Regions from separate parts of the Mus musculus genome. Here regions 1, 2 and 4 are each linked to region 3. Evidence: chromatin contacts called from public HiChIP or PLAC-seq data. All regions are on one chromosome and are shown on one strand. Each heading gives the region's core, a stretch centred on a gene start, on an enhancer-like site or on the middle of the called end of the contact. The rest is flanking DNA. Distances are from core to core; before and after follow the strand shown.

Region 1 (4,959 bases), core at 2,443-4,942, 280 kb before region 3:
TAGGATGAGCAAGGCCAGCCTGAGATATGTGAGACTACCAAACAAACAAACAAAAACAAAAACAAAACAAAACAGAACAAACAAACAAACAAAAAATCAGGCAACCTACAAAATGGGGGAAAAGTCAAGTGACTCGATATCTATCTTGGACATTTCGTATGAATGGAAACACATTTCTAACCATTTGGGTTCAAAATAATGTCAAGATCTACCTATGTTGTATATCTGTATTTTTTAAATCTTTTTGTGTGTGTAAGGAGGGGTTGAGACAGGGGCTCACTGTGTAGCCCTGGAACTCATAGATCTGCCTGCCTCTGTCATTTGAGTGCTGGAATTACGGTGCGTGAGTCACCACACTTGGCTGAATATTATTGTTTTTATAGAGGAATACCATTCTATTTTACAAACACATTGTATTTTATTGGAGGAAACTTGGAGTTTATTTTCTATCTTTTGTCTATTTTATAAGACAACTATGAGCACTAATGTACAGATTTTTGTATGAACATGCATCTGATTTCTCTTAGGTATATATACACACACACACATATATATTATATATATTATATATATACATATGTATAATATATAATATAAGTATATTCTTAGAAGCTGAGTTGTTGAACATAAAGTATCTCTGCTTTCGCACTTCACCAAACTCTTCCAAAGCAGCGGAGGCACTGCACGCAGGTTTCAAATCCTGCAGGTGTCAGCCAGCAGAGTTTCATAGCTTTTGCTGTTGTCAGTTAGGACAGCATGGTTGCCAGGAGCTGTGGGAAGAAAAGTGAGGTCCCATGGGCTGACAACTTTCCGAAGTTACACTGTAGCATTGCCTGCTGGATACTAAAATATACTAAAAACAGGCATACTATACAACATCAAGTGTGATTTTTGGACACTTTATATTTATTTTACATATTATGTATTGGTATAATAGTTGTATTCCAGTTAAAATTGCATAATAAAAAAAATAATCTCTTGTATTTTGTTGTTTTTATCCATTAGTTGTACTTAAACCTGAAACCCAAATGCATTAAAGCAGCAGGAATTATGTCAGAAGTTACATTCATAAAGTCTCATTAAAATGCCTGCGTGAGTGTGAGGTGGATAAGGACACTAGACATGATAACATGGAGGGGAAACAACCAGACCTCGATCCTGCACAGCGAACTACAGGCAGAACAGTCGTCTCCATGCAAAAGGTATTGGTTATCCAACATCAAATGGCCAGCCCTGAAAACATATACAAATAATCTCATACTAAGCAGATTGTGTTTATACACACACACACACACACACACACACACACACACACACACACACACATACACACACACACACGTATGTAACAATAATTAATGAGGAAAAAAGACCATCAATTTGCAAGGAGGGATATATGGGAGGATTTGGAGGAGCAAGAGGAGAAAATAGAAACTCTGTTACATTATAGTCTCAAAACTAAAAGAAGAAAGACTGGACAGTAATGGAATATACCTTTAACCCCAGTACTCGGGAGGCAGACACAAGCAGATTTCTGGAGTTTGAGGCCAGCCTGGTCTACAAAGTGAGTTTCAGGACAGCCAGGGCTACACAGAGAAACCCTGTCTCAAAGTGGGAGGGGCACTGATTAAACTAGTTGACTAAAGGCAATACTCAATATTCCGTTTAATTATAGTCTAGATTCAAAAGTCAAGGGAACAAATACAAGCCATGTGACAAAAGGCAGCTGATATATAAACTGTAGTCTGGCCACACTGAAGTACGGTAGTTGTAGAATCCAGAGAGCATGTACTAGACTAGTTAAAAAGGGTTTGTATCACTACACAAACACAACTCTAATTCTCTGAAACCTGAAGAAGCCAAGTTCTAAATCTACAGAGTGGAAGACATAATGATACATATGGATAGCATTCCTAGAGAGGAACACCGTGCTGTGGTCTAGATGACATCTCATCTCACTGTATAGCACGCTGTAAATACCTAAATGTGGTCCCTATGGCAGAATTCCCTAGGAGAGAAGAATGTGAATATGTTGTAATGGTCTGGTTGCAGGTCCCACTGTCCCCCTGCCTCCTGGCTATGTTGTGTGTGGAAGACAGGACAAAGCAGGCATACCCAGATATGTCTAATGCCTAGGAACCTGCTAGTGATACCCAGTTATACTGAGAGAAAGAGCCTGGTGGTGTGGTCTCCCTCCCTGGCTGGCAGTGGCAGGAAGCTAAAACCATGTCCAGCCACCTCGTACAACCTTCTGTTTGTCAGGAATAGATGCCATTCACCCTCCCTTAACATCCAACCACATGCTGCTTTAATCCCCTTTCTCTACCACGGCAGCTTGCCTAACTGTGCTCTCCTCCCCAAGCAAGCTCTGAGACCCTCAAGGCTACCTTCCTCTATTAGAACTGTCTCCCTGCTCCTAAAACAGATAGCACTGGATAGAATCAGGGAACAATCTCCTGTCTTCTTTTAGATTCTAACTCTGCTACCAACTGTGGGAAATGTCACAGGGAGAGTTCTCTTCTGTGACCCAGAGTTAACTACGTTGATTCTTGAATGTTGACCTTAGGGCAAGTGCCACAATCCCTAATTACAGGCAGCAAGGACTCTATTCTGAGGTTGCCAGAGGCAGAACACTCCCCCTTTGATGACCCAACTCTGCCTTTCCCCACAGTGCAGCTAAGCCTGCCACACCCAAGCCACAGAGGTACAGTGGTTCAGTGATTTGTCCAATGGTCTCAGAGAGACCCTTTGTCTTGACTATGCCCCACCCAGGCTTTAGTGGAAAGGCCAGAGATGGCTCAAGCTTGCTTGTGGCTCTAGTCTTATTCCTTTATAAAGATTCCAGACCAATAGAAGGATTCTCTTTAATTCACATACATGTATACTTAAAAATAAACACACAGGCACACACACACACAATTTGAAGAGGAATCAACTTTAACACACACACACAGGCACACACACATACAATTTGAAGAGGAATCAACTTAAACACACACACACACACACACACACACACACAGAGTCACCATTCAGTTATAATGGGCTTTCTATGTCTAGCTCCAGAGCATTAGGCTGCTCCACAGATAACATCTGCTAACTGTTCAGTTGTTTCTGTGGATGGTCCTGTTGTAGACATTTGTGTAAAAATTCTTAAGAACATTGTGGATGTCTGCAGCTGATTTGGGCACACGAGTAGGAGTGGAGTGACTCACTCACTGACCTTTTCCACGGTGGAGCAACCTTTTTAAACTTTCACTACCAATGTTCGCGTGATAACCTTCATTCTTCACGCGAACTCACTGTCCCCCGTTCCTCCAGTCTTTCACAAAAGCCTGTTCCCATCAACCCAGCCCTTTGTCCCTAAAGTACGACGTGGCAAGAGAAGCTGCACCTTGAGTAACTTCAGTTTCTGCCAACTAAAGCTTCCTGCCATGTTTTTTTCCTGGATCAAGGACAGTGTGAGGAGGAGCCATTTCACTGGGGTCACTAGGGCATTTCTCAGTGACCCGCGACACCTCCGAAAGCACTGTGAGCCTCCACAAACTGAGCTGGGGGTGGAGAGGCCGTGCAGAAGCTCCGCCTGCTCTTCTGGGGTGGGCGTTGAACCCTCAGCCCCACACCTTGGCCCCTCGCGCTCGCCCGAGGCTGGTCCTGGGTGCGGACACCCAGAGAGGCACGCCCTCCCGGGGTTATTCTCGGTCAGCACCCGCCCTCGGGGTCACTCGCGTTCACTCGGCCCACAGCGCCTGACCCCGCGCAGCCAATCAGCAGCCGCGCTGCGGCTCTGCCGGTCTGGAGGTGCGTGCGCACTTTGCGGTCTGGAGCCGGAGGAGAGCTAACTTGTTAAGTCCTATGTAGACACTGGCATCCCTCCTGCAGGGGAGAAAGGCAGGGAACTCGCGTGTGGCCTCTGGTCCAGGGCTGCCTTTTAGGTAGCGATTCCTACACTGAACAGACAGTAGACAGGGTGCGTTGTACTTAATCTGCACAGCGCGGGACCAGAGCTCCACTAACTCAGAACAGATTAAAGACCGGGCGGTCAAGGAGAGACCGGACAGGAAAGCAGTCTTCAGGAACCTTCCAGGTTGATGTCTCCAGGGATGAAGGAGTAGGAAGAGGGTAGGAAGGGGAAAGTACAGAAAAAGGCTGTGAATACCCGCCTGAAGAACCCAGAGTTTCGCTGTTTCTTAGAAAAACAAAACCTTTTGAGACAAGGTCTCACTGTGTAATCCTGGCTGGCCTGGAACCCGCTATGTGTAGAAATTCGTAGAAATCCGTCTGACTCCTGAGTGCTGACATTAAAGGCGAATGGCCTGATTGTTTCTCGTGAAGAGTCTTGTGCATGTAGGACAGAAAACTATGTTTCAGAAAGTTACTGTGTTGGCCGCAGTAGAGCAGAGGGCAGCCGCCTAGGGCTGGAAGGTCAGATCCTAGTTTTGATACAACTCCTGGGACTGGCAGGGACCTATCTGACTGCACGTGAGAAGAGCAGCATGGACTTGGGAAAGGGGACCTCTGAGAGGTGTTTGGAGCAGAGCACTCTGGGAAGTAGAACACGATGGAATTTTATCTTTAGTGGCAGCAAAGCCAGTGTTCACCCCTGCCAGCGTCAGAAAAAAAAAGCACCTTTGGGAAGAGAAGAGAGTAGGAATTTAGTTTCTGACATGAGAGTTGGGGTTGTAAGAAACCTTACATGCTTGTGGAAATATTACCCTGGGAATCTAAAGGTTATCGAGAGAAACAGAATAAGACTTCTCAATGACAGTGCAGCATGGTAACAAAACAATGTACAGAGCAAAGAGGCAGAAAAACACCAAACTCCCCCAATCAAAACCAAGCAAGCAACTAGACAGTGGCCTAACCACACACACAAAACTACAGTGGTGTTGTGTAACTGAAAATTAATTCCAAGTGCCAGCAAGAAGAGCTCTGGTGAAATACCTTTGGATTTCTGCC
Region 2 (5,239 bases), core at 2,492-4,991, 290 kb after region 3:
ACTCCTTTCTTGTCCATCAGGTCACTATAGGATCCCTTCTCTAAGATGGTGCCTTTCCCCAGAACGACAATCTCATCCACTTGGGGAAGGAAGTGAATGCCATGTGTAACCAAGATCCGAGTCTGTGAAAACAAAAGCCAGCCGCTCGCATCCTCCTACTCCATGTTCCTGAAGGACAACACTGACCCGAGAGAATCCCTTAGACCAGCGCCTATCCTGATAGAGAGAGTACTGGTTAATTATTCTTTCTCACTTACGAGACGTTTACCTACCTAGCTAGCTAATCAACTGTATGAAAAAGAACCTCCCAGATCTTAAGTTAGGGATACTGTGGGAAAGGGGACACCATTTTTATCCAGGCCTTCCTGGTATTTGACAGTTGACATACTTTGTCAATTGCTATATTGATGACTGAGACAGGAACTCACCTCACAGAAAGATGAGTCAACCAACAAGGGAGCCGAGGAGAGCATAGGAGGTTGTAATGGGCTTCTGAGAGATAACCTAGGTCCACTGCGCTAGCCCTCTGCCTCACAGTGCACAGCATCTAGAGTCTTTTTAGCTGAAATATCTCAGAGATCCTCCATCCCTATGTCCCTTTCTCAAGTTCCTTGGTAAGACCTGGGGATTCCTCTAAGATTTCCAACTGCAGTTTGGGCAGAGTACCAGTAAAGCATCTTTTGTTTCTTTGTTTCATATATATATATATATATATATATATATATATATATATATACATATATATATATATATTTTTTTTTTTTTTAACAAACTTGCCACAGGGTGGATGTCAGTTCCTGACTAAATGAAATCTAGGTCTCAGGGATGGGAGGCTAAGCTAAGACCAGGAGCAAGAGGGAGTTCCCGCAGACCTACTGAGCTAAGACAGAGGCAAAGAGCCTCACAGCAAGCTGCCTCATCAGCCCAGCCATCCTCTGCTTAGCAGCATCCAAGAAATCTTGAAGGGAACAAGCCACATATGGTTGGAGTCTCCCTGACTATTGCTAAAGAAAAGGTTATTATCAGCAGAGGGCCAAAGATATATATTTCTTGTTATAACCACGGGTCTAGCTTTTCCCCTCAGAATCAGAACAACAGAGAAAGCATCTTATAACTAATTTCATGCTAGGGCCATGAGTTTCATAACGGGGGCCTTCAAGGGACAGACGTTCACTGAGACTAGTGTGACAGGAAGGACACAGGTAAGGAAATCTTCAGGACAGTACCGTTCAGACACATGTGTCACACACACACACACACACACACACACACACACACACATCCGTCCCTCTCACCTTGCCGCTCAGCAGGCCATTGGGGCCCACAACCTTGTTGAAAATGTGTTTTCCCACGTGAGTGTCCACAGCCGACAGGGGGTCGTCTAGAATATAGATGTCTGCATCTTGATAGGTGGCCCGGGCCAGGCTGACTCGATGCTTCTGACCGCCACTGAGATTTATACCCTGAGGAACAAAGTCATTTTTGTTAAGCAACACTCCTTCGGCCTGCTTTACAAGCCTGCTAAGGAGGAGCAAAAAGAAGACATTTACCCAATAAAGCATAAGGCTTAAACATGGTGTGTTTCTTTATACAAAGTAACTTCTAGTCAAATAATGTTAGCCCAAATAATTAGTCCTGTCCAACTTTTTTAGCATGCAGTATGTTTTTTGAACACTCTGTCACTTTCCGCCCTGTGGGCAAGTGGAGCTGACTTAAAGGCAGGGAACACTAAGTAGTTGTTCAATTAATGGGTTCTGACTTAAAGGAAAAGACAACCTAGAGCTACATTTTCACTTATCTCCTAGTGACTCAAGATCCTTGTCCCTTGGTGGGCTGTAAGGGACTCCCTTAGACCAGTGCCTTATCCTTACAGAAAGATAACTGGTTAATTGTTTATGTTCAGTTTTTAAATTGATTGTTTTGTTCATTTTTTTGAAAAGGGAGAAAAGGATAAAAAATATTTTAAAATGCAGTAATTAAAAAATTTCTAAGTAAATTATGGTATATCTATCTAATGGATATAATATATATAGTTACTAAAATCAATGTTTATTAAAGATTCTTGTATTTGCTTCCAGGTACAAAGTTTTAAAAATTGAAAGTCAGTCCCGGTGGTGCAGGCCTTATATCCCAGGTAGCAGACACAGGTGGATCTCTGTGAGTTTGAGGCCAGCCTGGATCAGCAAGCTCCAGGTCAGTCAAGGCTACATTGTAGGTGGTGCCATCCCTGGGCTGGTAGTCCTGGGTTCTATAAGAAAGCAAGCTGAGCAAGCCAGGGGAAACAAGCCAGCAAGGAACATACCTCCATGGCCTCTGCATCAGCTCCTGCTTCCTGACCTGCTTGAGTTCCAGTCCTGACTTCCTTGGTGATGAACAGCAGTGTGGAAGTGTAAGCTGAACAAACCCTTTCCTCCCCAGCTTGTTACTTGGTCATGATGTTTGTGCAGGAATAGAAACCCTGACTAAGACACTGCTTTTCTTCAAGGTTCCTCGCCCCACGTACCTTCTCTCCGATCTCAGCCATGTCTCCTCCAGGCAACATTTCCAAGTCTGGGAGGAGAGCGCACGCTTCGATAACTCGCTGGTACTTCTTTTCATCGTATTCTGACCCAAACAGGATGTTATCTTTGATGGTCCCGTTCTGAATCCAGGCCTGCTGAGGGACGTAGGCTATGGAGCCCTAAATGGGAAGGATCAGAGCATCTGACAGTCACGCTTACAGACTGGAGGCTGGAGAGAATAAGCAACGCCTAGGTTTGTAGAGCTGTAAACCAGGCTCCCTGAGTGTCTGGGATTTATCAATCTGCTGACTGGAAAGTAAGAGCAGCATCCTGCCATTAAACATTCTCCTCCCTGCATGTCTTCTCCTATCGTTCTCTTGCCTTGATCCTGAAAAATCAGAAGGCACGTGCCTGCTGCCTGCTGCTGAGAACAGGGGTTTAGTCAAATCCAATGACTTGGTTAGAGCTCATAGAATGTTAATTCTTTCAAATGGCATAGAAGAGACCCTGGGAAGACAATCCAAAGAGGCTGAAATTAACACAGCAAAAGGATAGAGACTGATAAATGACTGCTTTTGAGGAATGACTGAATTGTACGTTAGCCATTAAAAAGTCTCCTAAAAATAGTCAGGAGACAGAGTCAAATCTGTATTCCTCTCTGCTACAGCACGTGTTTTAAGAAAACACACATGGCCCGTTGGAGATTGCTAAAGAAGGCATGATCTCAGCACACTGTGAAAGAAGAAATGTTTGATTCCCCAAACAGGTTAAGATAAAGCAACCCAGCGCAAACTTCCTCATAATTAAAGAGAGCCTTAGGAGGGGCTAAAGCAATCTTTGTGGTCCAGATAGTAGCTGGTTTAATGATGGAAAATTGCTCATAACTTCCTGTAAATCTAACTCTGGAGAATTCACTTTCCTCTGTTTTCAAACAAAGAAACAAACCAAACATAACATTGTGTTTTAGGAATTCTGCTTAAAGATGTAGCTCTCAGAGAAGGAGCACTGGGCACTGTGCCACAGCGTGAAATGAAAGCTACTCGGGAGGCTGAGAGAGGACATCACAAATTCAAGGCCAGCGTGGGCTGCAGAAGGAGACAGGCTACAAACGTGTTTTAAATCAAAATGCAAGAAAAGGGAGCTGGCAGAAAAGGTTAGTTCCAAAAACCCATGCAAAGCTGGACGCAGTAGGATGTGTCCGAGTGACGTCAGTGCCCCAAGGGGAACTGGGAAGCAGAGAGAGTAGAACCCGTTCTGGAAGCTCGTGGGTCAGCTAACCCGGTAAACAAATCATGAACAGCAACAGAGACATCTGAGGTTAGCTTCTGACCTTGACATGGACACTGTGGCACAAGTACACACACACACACACACACACACACACACACACACACACACGGGGTGGGGGGAGGTGTTAAAGCAAAGAGACAATTGGGCTATAGCTCAGAGGGAGAGCATTTGTCTTGTCTCTACAAGGATTTGAGTTCAGTTACAGTCACTGGGAGGATGAGAGACTCAGGACTAGTTATGACGTTAGGTGCAAATGTGCCAGTGTTGACTTTACTGTCATTACTGATTTTATTGTTGCTTATTATTGGGACTCTGATTACAAAGTAAAGATTTTTTTGTTGTTGTTGTTTCAAGATTTTTTTAAAAGATTTATTTATTTATTTTATGTATATGAGTATATGATTGCTCTCTTCAGACACACTAAAAGAAGGCATCAGATCCCATTACAGATGGTTGTGAGCCACCATGTGGTTGCTGGGATTTGAACTCAGGACCTCTGAAAGAGCAGTCAGTGTTCTTAGCTGCCGAGCCATCTCTCCAGCCCCTGGTCCTTTTACTTTTATTGCATAATTTTGTAGATGTGAGGTTTTCAGACACACACACATCTACAACAGAAATGCCTATACTGTGAAGGAAGCCATCTCTAGTCAACGGTTTAAATAACCTGGTATGCGTGTACGAATCACCTTGACAGCTCATTAAAACTTCAGAGCCTTAGGTTCTTTCCCCAGAGTCTGATTGTATAAGACTGGAGTGAGGCAGAACATCTACAGTTCACAGTCGAATCAGATGTCTCTAAGAGCCAAATAAGGAAACCGCACTAAGGCCTGCGTTTGGGGTCGCGAGTTTTCTCCATTACACTTCCACTCACCTTGATGGTGATATGCCCATGGACATTCTCCATTTCTCCCAGCATGGCTGATATCAAAGAGGACTTCCCAGAGCCTACAGTGCCCACCACAGCCACCAGTTGGCCTGGTTTTATGTCCAGGTTCACACTGAAAGAGAGAAATGTTTTTGAAGGATGTGGGTGGGTGGGGGGCAGTCGTTCAAGGCATTTCTCTGACTCTTTATGAAATCTCATTTTAGATAACTTTCCCATCAAGACTAGAGACTTCGCCGTGAGTGTATGAGACCCTCAAGTGCATCTTTATTATTGCTAAGTTCCAAGACACTGAAGGATGCGTTCCTTTTATCAGACTCATCAAAGAAGTTCCTACTCAAGGGGCAATTGCAACTGTACATGTTTCCCTAGAGGGGAAAAGTTCTCATTTGAACATTTGAACGGCATCCTCTCAGGAGCCTCGACACCTGATTTGGTTCAGGTCTCGACTCCGATACTGTGGGGTCGGGCAGTTCTGACAGGTCACTTTCTTTGGACCAAGGTTTTGCTTTTAAAGTAGCAAAGTTGGATTTTTGCTTCTACACTAAACTCGTTATTTAATGCT
Region 3 (4,760 bases), core at 278-2,777:
ACAGGGAGAAACAGCAGTGTGAGCACAGGAGGACGCTGCAAGCTGGAAGCCAGAAGACAGGAATTGGTCATTGTTCCTGTATAGACCACGAACAGTTTCACTTTGTTCTCATAAAAATCTCCTGACCTCCATTTTGTTTCTGAACAACAAAAAAACTAAAACAGTCTTGGAAACCTGAAGATTGTGGAGCCTGACAGGAACCATTTTACAGTTAAAAAAATTAAAAGGCCAGGTCTTTAATCTTAGCATTCTGCAGGCAGACCAGTGAGTTTTAAGGCCAGCCTGGTCTACATAATGAGTTCCAAGTCAAACAGGGCTATAGCAATAAACCTTGAGTTGCATTTTAATTATAGAATATTTAAAAAGCAAACTCACTGTAGAAACCAGTTTGAGTAATTTAGACAGAATTATCTTGGCTGGAGTTTTCAGCATCCCTCGAGTACAAATTATGAAACTGCATCCCACCTGTCACTCCTGGCTCTACCATACACAGCAAATGAGGTTTCATCCTGTTACATGACCGTCTCCTCTGCTCTAAAGATGCTCTCTCAGAGCCTCATTTCTATTACCTTCAAGTTTAATATTCCAATTCCATGAAAGATATGAAAATAATAGAAACCAGTTTATCGAATACCACTCACTATTAGTGACCCACAACATCGAATTGCATGCTGACGTTGAGAATTTGATTTTATGCTGACTCTTACACTTTTGAGTTATTAGCATCGCTAGCTTCAGCCCGGTACAAGCTTGTAATCCCAGTCTTGGAAAGACGGAGAAATACGTTCTAGTCCAGGCTGGACTGTATTGAGATCCTGTCTCAGAACAGGACACCTAGAGTCCATGAAGTGGATAACCCACTCAAATGGCTAGGTGGGTTGGCTTTCCCTGTGCAGCCCACCACTCAGAAGTATGCCTCTCTGGACCGAGAGCTCCTCCAGGCTTGTCTTTATAGCCCTGTGGTGCACCTCAGAAACAATTCCAACTCAAGTCGGAGAGAACAAGGCTGATAAACAGTAAGGTCGGTAGGGAGACTCACGAAGTCGCGAAGAAGAGTTTTCACTCTGGAATAAGTCACATCCTTGGTTGGTTTGGGATTATGGAGAGATTCTGATTTACAAGGCTAATGAATCAACAGGGCGGTTAGCGCAGTTTTCTTTAATACTTATGGTGGCCTTAACCGGTGCCGACCGGCGAGTGTGGTAGGATTCGAGGGGCAGAGGGCAGGGCTCTCAAAAAGATGAAATGTGAATGAGGTAGGGACAATGTGGATTTTAGAGTTTGGAGAGAGATCTATTTTAAATAAAAACACGTTGTATGAAACCTTCAAAGAACTAATTAAAAAATATCTATACAAACAAAAATAAAATAAATAGGAACCGCACGCACGATGGTCCTCGCAGGTTGGAAGTTGCCCAGGGCAAGCCGCTGGTGCCCAGTTTCCGGCAGCACCAATCCCAGGGTGATTCCAGGAGCTCGGGGCGGGACTCTGCATGCGGAAGCTAGCGGAAGTGACGCAGTCTCGCGAGACGGAGGACTCCGCAAGCCTCGGCGGCCCGGAACCGGCCTTAGACCGGCGGCGTTGCCTGAGGCGGCTGGCGCTCCCGCCCCATGGAGCGGCCCCCGGGGCTGCGGCCGGGCGCGGGCGGCCCCTGGGAGATGCGGGAACGGCTTGGCACCGGCGGTTTCGGGAACGTCAGTCTGTACCAGCACCGGGTGAGGCGGGGGGCGGGAGCCGTGGCGCGGGCTCTGTCTGGGCGTCCCTGGGACCCGAGCTGTCAGTCAAGGTGGGAGGAGTGGTGGTCGCGACCCTGGACGGGGCTGGGGGCTGGGGCAGTGAGCGAGGGCGAGCGATGGAGCATCCTGCGCTTGTGAGCCTGGGTGGCCGCGGTCCAGGTGTGTCGGAGGTCCCCGGGCAGTGAGTGACAGGCAGCTGTTGCAGCTGTGTGTGGTGATGAGGAGTCTGTACAAAGTCGAGTGCCGATGCGTGTTGTGTGTTTTGTGTATGTGTGTTGTGTGTGTCTCCGTGTGCCTGCTCACACTCCCTCGGGAGCGAGCGGTGTGATCCACTGGAGACTGGACTAGACGAGAAACCTTACGGGTGTGTCCAGAGTTGACCCTTGGGAAACATTGACAGACTTTGGAATTGGAGCGTTTCAGGTAAAAACCAGGGTGAGGGTAAGATGATGAAATCGATCCTTGCTTCGGAGGAAAGAAAATAGAGGGGTTTGTTCTGCAGAAGACAGCTAAGATCAGGCTCAGGAAATTTGTTTTGATTTATCGAAGAACATGTAACCGTTACAACAGCAGTTATTCCTGTCCTTAAAAGGTTTTCAAACTAACAGTCACTTTTCTTACTTTAACGTGTTGTTGTTAATGTTCGGGGTGGAACACAGGACCTTGCACATGCTAGGCAAATGGTCTACCGTTGGGTTACAGCCTCAGCCCTAGTTAATCATGTTTGAGTTGTGGGTCTTTTGAAAAGTCAGTAAAACGCATCTTTTCTCCGGAAAAAAAAATCATATCAATACAAGCCAGTGCATTATTAGTGAGGGTTTTGCTTTCCTGAAGGGTGTAAGGAATAGATCTTGAACACCAATCATTGTAGTATAGGATTTGTTGACTGTAAAATATTTAGAAGAATATACATACATTCTGGGCCTGCTTGAGAGTTGAGTCAGATGGTAACAGAGACGTTAGGAAGTACAAGATAGGTACTGTAATTCCGCTGATAGCTCTCCACTGTCAAGTTATGGCAACCCTCATTACTTGGACTTTTATAAAAGGAGCAGTAAGATAAAAATGGTGTTCTGGAACATCATATATGAGGAATACGTTTTAATTAGAAAAACAGTAAGCCAATTACAGGACATGAAATGATTTAGTTGATTGCTATATCAGGCGCTGATGGTACCCAAATCAACAAGAATAATATGTTCTACTCTGAAGGAGCTTTCCGTTTCAGAGAGGGGGTGGGCATGGTGGCATCCTCTTGTAATCCTAGTATCAAGGGTTCTGAGGCAGGAGGATTTGGAGTTTGAGACCTGACTGGGTGGCTTTCATATCGTGCTCAAGGCCGGTGTCAGTTACATAAGAAGGCCCTGTCTCAGAAATAAACATTAAGTACAGTTTGATACCCTAGGCACTGAAAGATGTCTTAGGGTTTTATTGCTGTGAAGAGATACCATGACCAAGGCAGCTTTTATAAAGCAAAACGTTTAGTTGGGGCTGGTTTCAGAGGTTTAGTCAGTTCTCACTTGGTGGGACATGGTGGCACGCAGGCAGACGAGGCACTGAAGAAGTAGCTGTGAATTCTATATCCTTGACCCAAAGACAGCAGGGAGAGGCTGTGTCTCACCGTGGGTGTACCTTGCGCTTAGGAGACCTTAAAGCTTGAGCCTACAGTGACACACTTCCTCCAACAGTACCTAGTGCTGCCACTCTCTATGGCCTACCATTGAATCACATGAGTCTATGGGGGTCATCACACCCAACTTAGTCTCATTTAAAAAACAACAACAGCAAAAGCCCATCTTTTTGTTGTTGTTTGGCAACTATAAAGTTCCCAAGAGAATATTCTTTTTGAAAAGATTGAGTTTCTCGGGGTAGGTGAGTGTTGTGGTAAATATTTAAAAAGACCCTCCACCTCTCCGAGTTCCATCCAGCTACTCTCTGCCCGCCAACTCTCCGGTGGGGCTGCAGCTCCTAAGTTCCCTTTGCTGCTATGCCAACCCAACACAGCAACAGTCCACTCCACTATCAGCCACCACAACATCCAGCAACCCAGTAGAAACAAAACTCTAGAAGTTTATAATTAACCAGTCAGGTTTATATATCAATAAATTCTCAATTCACAACATGCCAATACAATAATTTCAAAACCAGTTGATACTGATAAAAGCTGCCCACCTAGGCTAGACAGATTATCCCATAACTACCTGTGGCTATTTAAAACCACACGGGATCAGAATCTTCTTCCTGTCCCTCCACCTCCATTTTGGCTTTCCTCTCTTCCTGAGATACTCTCTGTTTCTGCAACTCTTAGCTCTGCCTCCCTTTACCCTGCCCAGTCACAGGCCCCTTGCTGCACTAATATTTTAATGTAATTGGACAGGGAAAATCCTGCCTCAGGTGAAATATAAACTAAGGAGTTGAAGGATCTCTTGTGATTAATGACCTATACCAAATAGATAATTTTCTGCCTCATTCATATCAGAATTTAGGGCTTATTGGCTTTGTTGTGATAACACTTTATATAGGATGTAACTATTATCAGATACCTGCCTGTTTATAACAAAAGTGAAAGGAGTGAGCCCAGTGCTAAAGCTAGCTTGTAGTCTCTCTTAGCCCCAGACTGACCTTTTAGCTTTCTTCCTCCTCCTGGTTCCTAGTTAGACTAGTCCATCCAAGTCTTGCGCTCCCTGCTTCCCCCTTCCTCTTTTGGCCTCTGGGTACTGTTCTCACTAATCACATAGCTTTTACCACACCTTTGGCTTGTATTAGAGATATCACATTTGTACAACTCTTTGGAGTTTTTAACATAGTATAGCCTTTTTTGGTTCTGACTGCATTATTGGTGTTGCCAGGATATATCTGGCTGTTTCCTCTGATGTGCATAACTTTCATTTATAATCAGTGACATTACTAATCTCAGGCAAGAGGTCTTCGGTTTGCATTATAGATGTGTGAACTGATGTACCATTCTTCGGATGATTTTCCGTGCCATTTGAAATGTAAAGGTTGGGATCTAGTTTTGGAGG
Region 4 (4,645 bases), core at 21-2,520, 300 kb before region 3:
TGTAGACCAGGCTGGCCTTGAACTCAGAAATCCGCCTGCCTCTGCCTCCTGAGTGCTGGGATTAAAGGCATGCGCCACCATGCCAGGCCTGCCTTTACCTTTGAGCCACTCATCTGATACTCAATTCCTAGCTCCACCATACACTGGCTAAGCGTGACCACAGGTAACCTCAACTCTTTTAAATTTCACTTCCTTTTTAAAAAGACCGAGGAGCTGGACCCAGCTCAAAGGCAGACACAGATCTATGAAGCTTGAGGCCAGTTTGGTCTACACTGTGAGTTCCAGGACAGTCAGAGCTTCAGAGACCTTGTCTAAAAAGAAACCAATAACAGTAAGTACCAAGGAATACCTACTGCTCAGGGTCAGTGTGGGTTCAACAAAAAGGAAATTCTTGAGACTTCTTAGGGATCGCAAAGTGCCTGTTTGCTATTCGCACCGCACACTCAGGCCCTTTGATTCCTTAGTCCCTTTTCTTGGAATCTCAACGTGAGGATCTAAGGAGCTCTCAAACGTCCCGTCCCGTTTGAGGAGAAGCAGCTAGGATTGGGCTCTGGCTCCCAGCAGAGGCGGTCCCCGGCAGACGGAGCCCAATGAGTGAGTGCAGTTGTAACTCAGCGTGTGCTGTCAAGAACGCAGCAGCAACCGGATGCTGGCTGAAGGGATACACTATTGTTTTCCCGGGTCAGAGCCCTGGGCGCACCCTCATATCCCAGTCTCCCGGGGTTTCTCTTTGCTGGTGCCTGGAAGTGGGGGTAGATGTGAAGTTAGACCGAGTTGTGAGTGGCGGTAGCCAGTGTCTTCCTCACTTCTTTCGATGCGATTTCCCCAGTGAACCATTTGCTAAGCGCCAGACCAAAGTCCTAGGCTTGCACACAATTCCTACTTGGAATCACGTTATCCTGCTCTTAAAGAAAAGTCACCCATCAGCCCACAGCAAAGAGGATAAGGAGAAAAAGAGGGGAGGAGAGAGCGAGAAGCTAGAGGCAGAGGGAACAGCAGATTGCGCCTAGCCAATGGAAAAGGCAGGACAAGGTGGCACCAAATTCTCTTTGGCCAATGACAAGACGGGCTTCACAGGAGGCACATTAGCATTTATCCCCAGGCAGGGGGTTGGAGCAGCGCGCCCTGTTGATGCCTTCAGCATCCCGGCGCCTCCAAGGTCTACTCTGGAATCTACTTGGCTTTCTTTCCCGTTCTTGGTCCCGCCCTCTCTCTCTCCCTCCCTCCCTCCCTCCCTCCCTTCCTCCCTCCCTCCCTCCCTCCCTCCCTCACCTCCACGCCTGGCTTCCTTGGCTAGCTATCTCTGCGCTCTTTACCCTTTGCTGGCAGCCGATAAAAGGGGGCTGAGGAAATACTGAACACGGTCATCCCATCGCCTGCTCTACCCTTTAAAATCCCAGCCCAGGGAGATCTGTGCACAGCCAGACCGGGCTGAACACCCATCCCGAGAGTCAGGAGGGCAGGTTTCCAAGCGCAGTTCCGCCACTCGCCTACACCAACGGGCTCCGGAACCGAAGTCCACGCTCGATCTCAGCACTGGGAAAGTGAGGCGAGCAACTGACTATCATCATGCCGGCCCACATGCTCCAAGAGGTGAGCTTCCAGAAGCGGCCCTCGCTCCTTGCACTGGCCACGCAGCTAGGTGACTGGTCCCGGGAGGAGAAAGTTGAGAGTTCTCCGGACTACTGGGCTTTCTCGAATTCTGACGTGACCGGTTGGTTGAGAGGTGTAGATTGTAATTTGGGCAGATGAGTCCCAACTTTCGTGCCTTTAGCTTTAAAGCAGCGGTTCTCAATTTTCAAGATGCTGCGATCCTTTATTTACTACAGTTTTTCATGTTGTGGTGACCCCCTCCCCCCCAACCATAAAATGATTTCGTTGCTACTTCATAACTTTAATTTTGGTACTGTTTTGAATCGTAATGTAAATATCTGTTTTCCGATGGTCTTGGGCTGCCCCTCTGAAAGGGACATTTGACCCCCAAAGGGGCTGAGCGTGAGACACAGGTTAAGAACCGCTGCTTTAAAGAAAAGCCCGTCCTACCGATACTTGTATAACTTACACGGGGATCCCTTTGTGTGTTACTGAGGCTATAAATGTTTCATTCTTCTTTCCTATTTCTCTCTCTCTCTCTCTCTCACACACACAACACACAGAGAGAGACAGAGAGAGAGAGCCCCACAGATCGGCCTCCCCCGACTGAATTTTTTCTTTGCAGATCTCCAGTTCTTACACGACCACCACCACCATCACTGCACCTCCCTCCGGAAATGAACGAGAGAAGGTGAAGACGGTGCCCCTCCACCTGGAAGAAGACATCCGTCCTGAAATGAAAGAAGATATTCACGACCCCACCTATCAGGATGAGGAGGGACCCCCGCCCAAGCTGGAGTACGTCTGGAGGAACATCATTCTCATGGTCCTGCTGCACTTGGGAGGCCTGTACGGGATCATACTGGTTCCCTCCTGCAAGCTCTACACCTGCCTCTTCGGTGAGCAGCGCCCCTTGTCTTGGGCCAGTGCCTCAGATTTCTCTTTGCTCTCTAATAAGGTACCCTCTGACCCAAGGCAGTGGCTGCTCTGTTCAGATTTCCCCAGCCTTTTTTTCTGGTTCCTTGTGGGACTTAACATGAATACTGAGTCCCTGTGCAGGAGACTGGGAGGGGTCTACCTGAGGCAGAGAAGCAACTCTCTCTGAACAAGCTTTTCTGTATGAGACGCTTGCTTAAGCTGTGCATCCTGGCCCCACCTGACCCAAGAGAACCCAGCCCTACCTGAGAGGCATGGGAAATCCCGTGCTAGTCAGGGACAATTGTGGACTACTCTTCAGCCAGGGCAGGGAACAGACCCCGAGGACACTGTACCAGAGCAGTCCTTGAAAAGAAAGGGACAAAAGGCAGTTATTTCCACACAACTATTCTGACTCCAAACTCTTGACTAGACCAAGCTGGTTTGCCTTGGGGAAAGACGATGCAGGTTTCTACAGCACCCAGTCTCCAGGTGGGTGTTCTGCGCCAGGTCATTCTCCAGGGTGCAGCACCTGCGAATCAGCAGCATGTTAAAAGAATGAAATAAGGTTCTGGTTCCATTCCCACATCTAGCCTGCTCTTGCTGTGTCCCCTGAGACCATGAAGTGCGAAGGACCCAAAGCGTTCGGAAGTCCAGTCCTCTTGCCCTGGTGACCCCTCCTTGGCAGAGAATGGACTTTCAGCAGCCCTGCCTCTAATTCAGCTCCCCGGGGATTCACTGGGTGTGGGCCACCTCTGGGATACATTTGAGCTTTACATGTGGTTTCGTCTAAGAAACCTGAGTTGGGAAGGAGAAGCAGGGGGTCTCTCAGAGAGGTCCCCTCTCCTTAAGACATGGCAGGTTTCTCTGGAACAGTAATAGCTGTGGGTATTTTGTGGCAGCTCTCTCAGAGCATAAGGTTGGGAGAGGGATAGTTAGCCAGGTATTAACTCTTCTGCCCTGGGCCTCATAGGTCTTCTAAGTAGTTAAATTTGGTCCTGGGAGTGTCCTCTTAGAAGTTGTCCAGATGACCTAGATCTGAGAGGATCCGCTGTTTTTCCACGTCACAAGTAGAGCAGCAGTGCTTTGTTGGGGGTTAGCGCGGTTCTGTTCTTAGGCTAGCTACCCCGCTTCCCGGCCTTTATCTTGAGAAAGCTATTTCCAGAGCCCCTTTATTCTCTTTATTAACTCGGCAAAAGAACCCAGTTCTGAAGAGATCTCTGATAACGCTCAAGACTCAAAGAGTCTCCAGCCCACTTCTCCCGTCTACCCCCCACCCCCTTTTTTTTGAGACAGTGCCTCGCTGTACACCAGGCTGACCTTCAACTCACAGAGATCTGACTGCCTCTGCCTCCCAAGTACTGGAATTAAAGGCCACCACGGATCTAGCCCACTGCTTACAATAACTCTTCAGATGTTCCTTTACCAACAGGTGGACGTGATAGTTCAAGGGATGGGGTGTGATGAGGTTTGGGTAGAATATCCCAGTGTGCCTGTGTCCTTGTCCCAATTCCCCTGTTGACATATGTGGTCTAGATTGTGCCTGGGTCATCTACAGCATGAACCCAACATGTATACTTCCTTGGTGTAAAGTTGAGGACTTCTATGTTGCCCCAAACCTTCTCTTTTCTCCCATTGATTGCTAGTGGTTTTCTGAGGAGCTCTGGTACAGTGTGGTCAGATCCGGTACATAAGACAATCAGATTGCCATATGACCGTGGGTAGCAGACATCATCTCTGAGAGAATGTGGCTAGAATTTACTTTGGATGACAGACACTGACTCTGGCTCACAAGGACTCTGGAAGAGGAAAATGGGGGTGCACAGGAAGCTGCTTAGAAGGTTTCTGTCTCCGCTACAGGACATAGACATTATGCAGTGTGTACCTCTTGACTGCAACAAAAGTCGATGGCTTCTGAGGATCTATTGTTGTTGTTGTTGTTGCTTCTTAGTCATGAAAGCAGTGTCTACCAGAGCCTCTGTCCCAGCCTGTGAGTGCTGGCCAGAGAAGAGCTGGGGATGCAAAGGACCTCTTTACCCATTCAAGATATTAGAAGAAGAAATTAGTATCCTAGCCAGGCGGGTGGTGGCGCACGCCTTTAATCCCAGCACTTGGAAGGCAGAGGCAGGTGGATTTC

Evidence for each region. HiChIP or PLAC-seq counts read pairs in DNA pulled down with a chosen protein or histone mark.
Region 1: a contact with region 3 is called in an H3K27ac HiChIP or PLAC-seq map of extraembryonic endoderm stem cells. The contact joins the enhancer-like site here to the promoter of Chuk in region 3. A contact is called at or near these places in 2 of 39 promoter capture datasets (the C10 cell line and embryonic stem cells), 5 of 115 datasets of contacts at active chromatin or transcription factors (embryonic stem cells, extraembryonic endoderm stem cells, memory CD8 T cells and 2 more) and 1 of 9 other capture datasets (pancreatic islet).
Region 2: an H3K4me3 HiChIP or PLAC-seq map of bone marrow-derived macrophages shows a contact between it and region 3, with 3 times the contacts expected there. The contact joins the enhancer-like site here to the promoter of Chuk in region 3. A contact is called at or near these places in 12 of 39 promoter capture datasets (the C10 cell line, cranial neural crest, embryonic stem cells and 7 more), 1 of 15 datasets of contacts at CTCF or cohesin (the NIH/3T3 cell line), 4 of 484 Hi-C or Micro-C datasets (the C10 cell line, the HPC-7 cell line and embryonic stem cells), 10 of 115 datasets of contacts at active chromatin or transcription factors (acute myeloid leukemia, astrocytes, bone marrow-derived macrophages and 7 more) and 3 of 9 other capture datasets (adipose tissue, embryonic stem cells and liver).
Region 4: a FOXA1 HiChIP or PLAC-seq map of pancreatic cancer cells shows a contact between it and region 3. The contact joins the promoter of Scd1 here to the promoter of Chuk in region 3. A contact is called at or near these places in 10 of 39 promoter capture datasets (the 3T3-L1 cell line, 3T3-L1-derived adipocytes, the C10 cell line and 5 more), 6 of 115 datasets of contacts at active chromatin or transcription factors (embryonic stem cells, extraembryonic endoderm stem cells, pancreatic cancer cells and 2 more) and 1 of 9 other capture datasets (adipose tissue).

What each region holds. Positions count from the first base shown.
Region 1 is chr19:44,387,429-44,392,387 of GRCm38.p6, reverse strand. No RefSeq gene overlaps it. Among named protein-coding and RNA genes, the nearest start is that of Scd1, 18 kb to the left of the region's middle. Within about 2 kb of position 3,692, at least 425 of the 459 cell types and tissues checked have an H3K27ac peak or open chromatin away from gene starts, as enhancers often do. A contact at or near this core is called in embryonic stem cells, extraembryonic endoderm stem cells, memory CD8 T cells and 3 more, where this site is marked.
Region 2 is chr19:43,814,238-43,819,476 of GRCm38.p6, reverse strand. Abcc2 (ATP-binding cassette, sub-family C (CFTR/MRP), member 2) reads right to left here. Exons shown (of 32, transcript NM_013806.2): 16 at 4,663-4,789; 17 at 2,504-2,680; 18 at 1,296-1,463; 19 at 1-122. Among named protein-coding and RNA genes, the nearest start is that of Gm10768, 22 kb to the left of the region's middle. Within about 2 kb of position 3,741, at least 27 of the 459 cell types and tissues checked have an H3K27ac peak or open chromatin away from gene starts, as enhancers often do. A contact at or near this core is called in the HPC-7 cell line, adipose tissue and bone marrow-derived macrophages, where this site is marked.
Region 3 is chr19:44,104,244-44,109,003 of GRCm38.p6, reverse strand. Chuk (conserved helix-loop-helix ubiquitous kinase) reads left to right here and starts at 1,527. Exons shown (of 21, transcript NM_007700.2): 1 at 1,527-1,716. The coding sequence starts at 1,612. Cwf19l1 (CWF19-like 1, cell cycle control (S. pombe)) reads left to right here. Exons shown (of 14, transcript NM_001081077.1): 14 at 1-367.
Region 4 is chr19:44,404,334-44,408,978 of GRCm38.p6, reverse strand. Scd1 (stearoyl-Coenzyme A desaturase 1) reads left to right here and starts at 1,270. Exons shown (of 6, transcript NM_009127.4): 1 at 1,270-1,593; 2 at 2,219-2,492. The coding sequence starts at 1,570.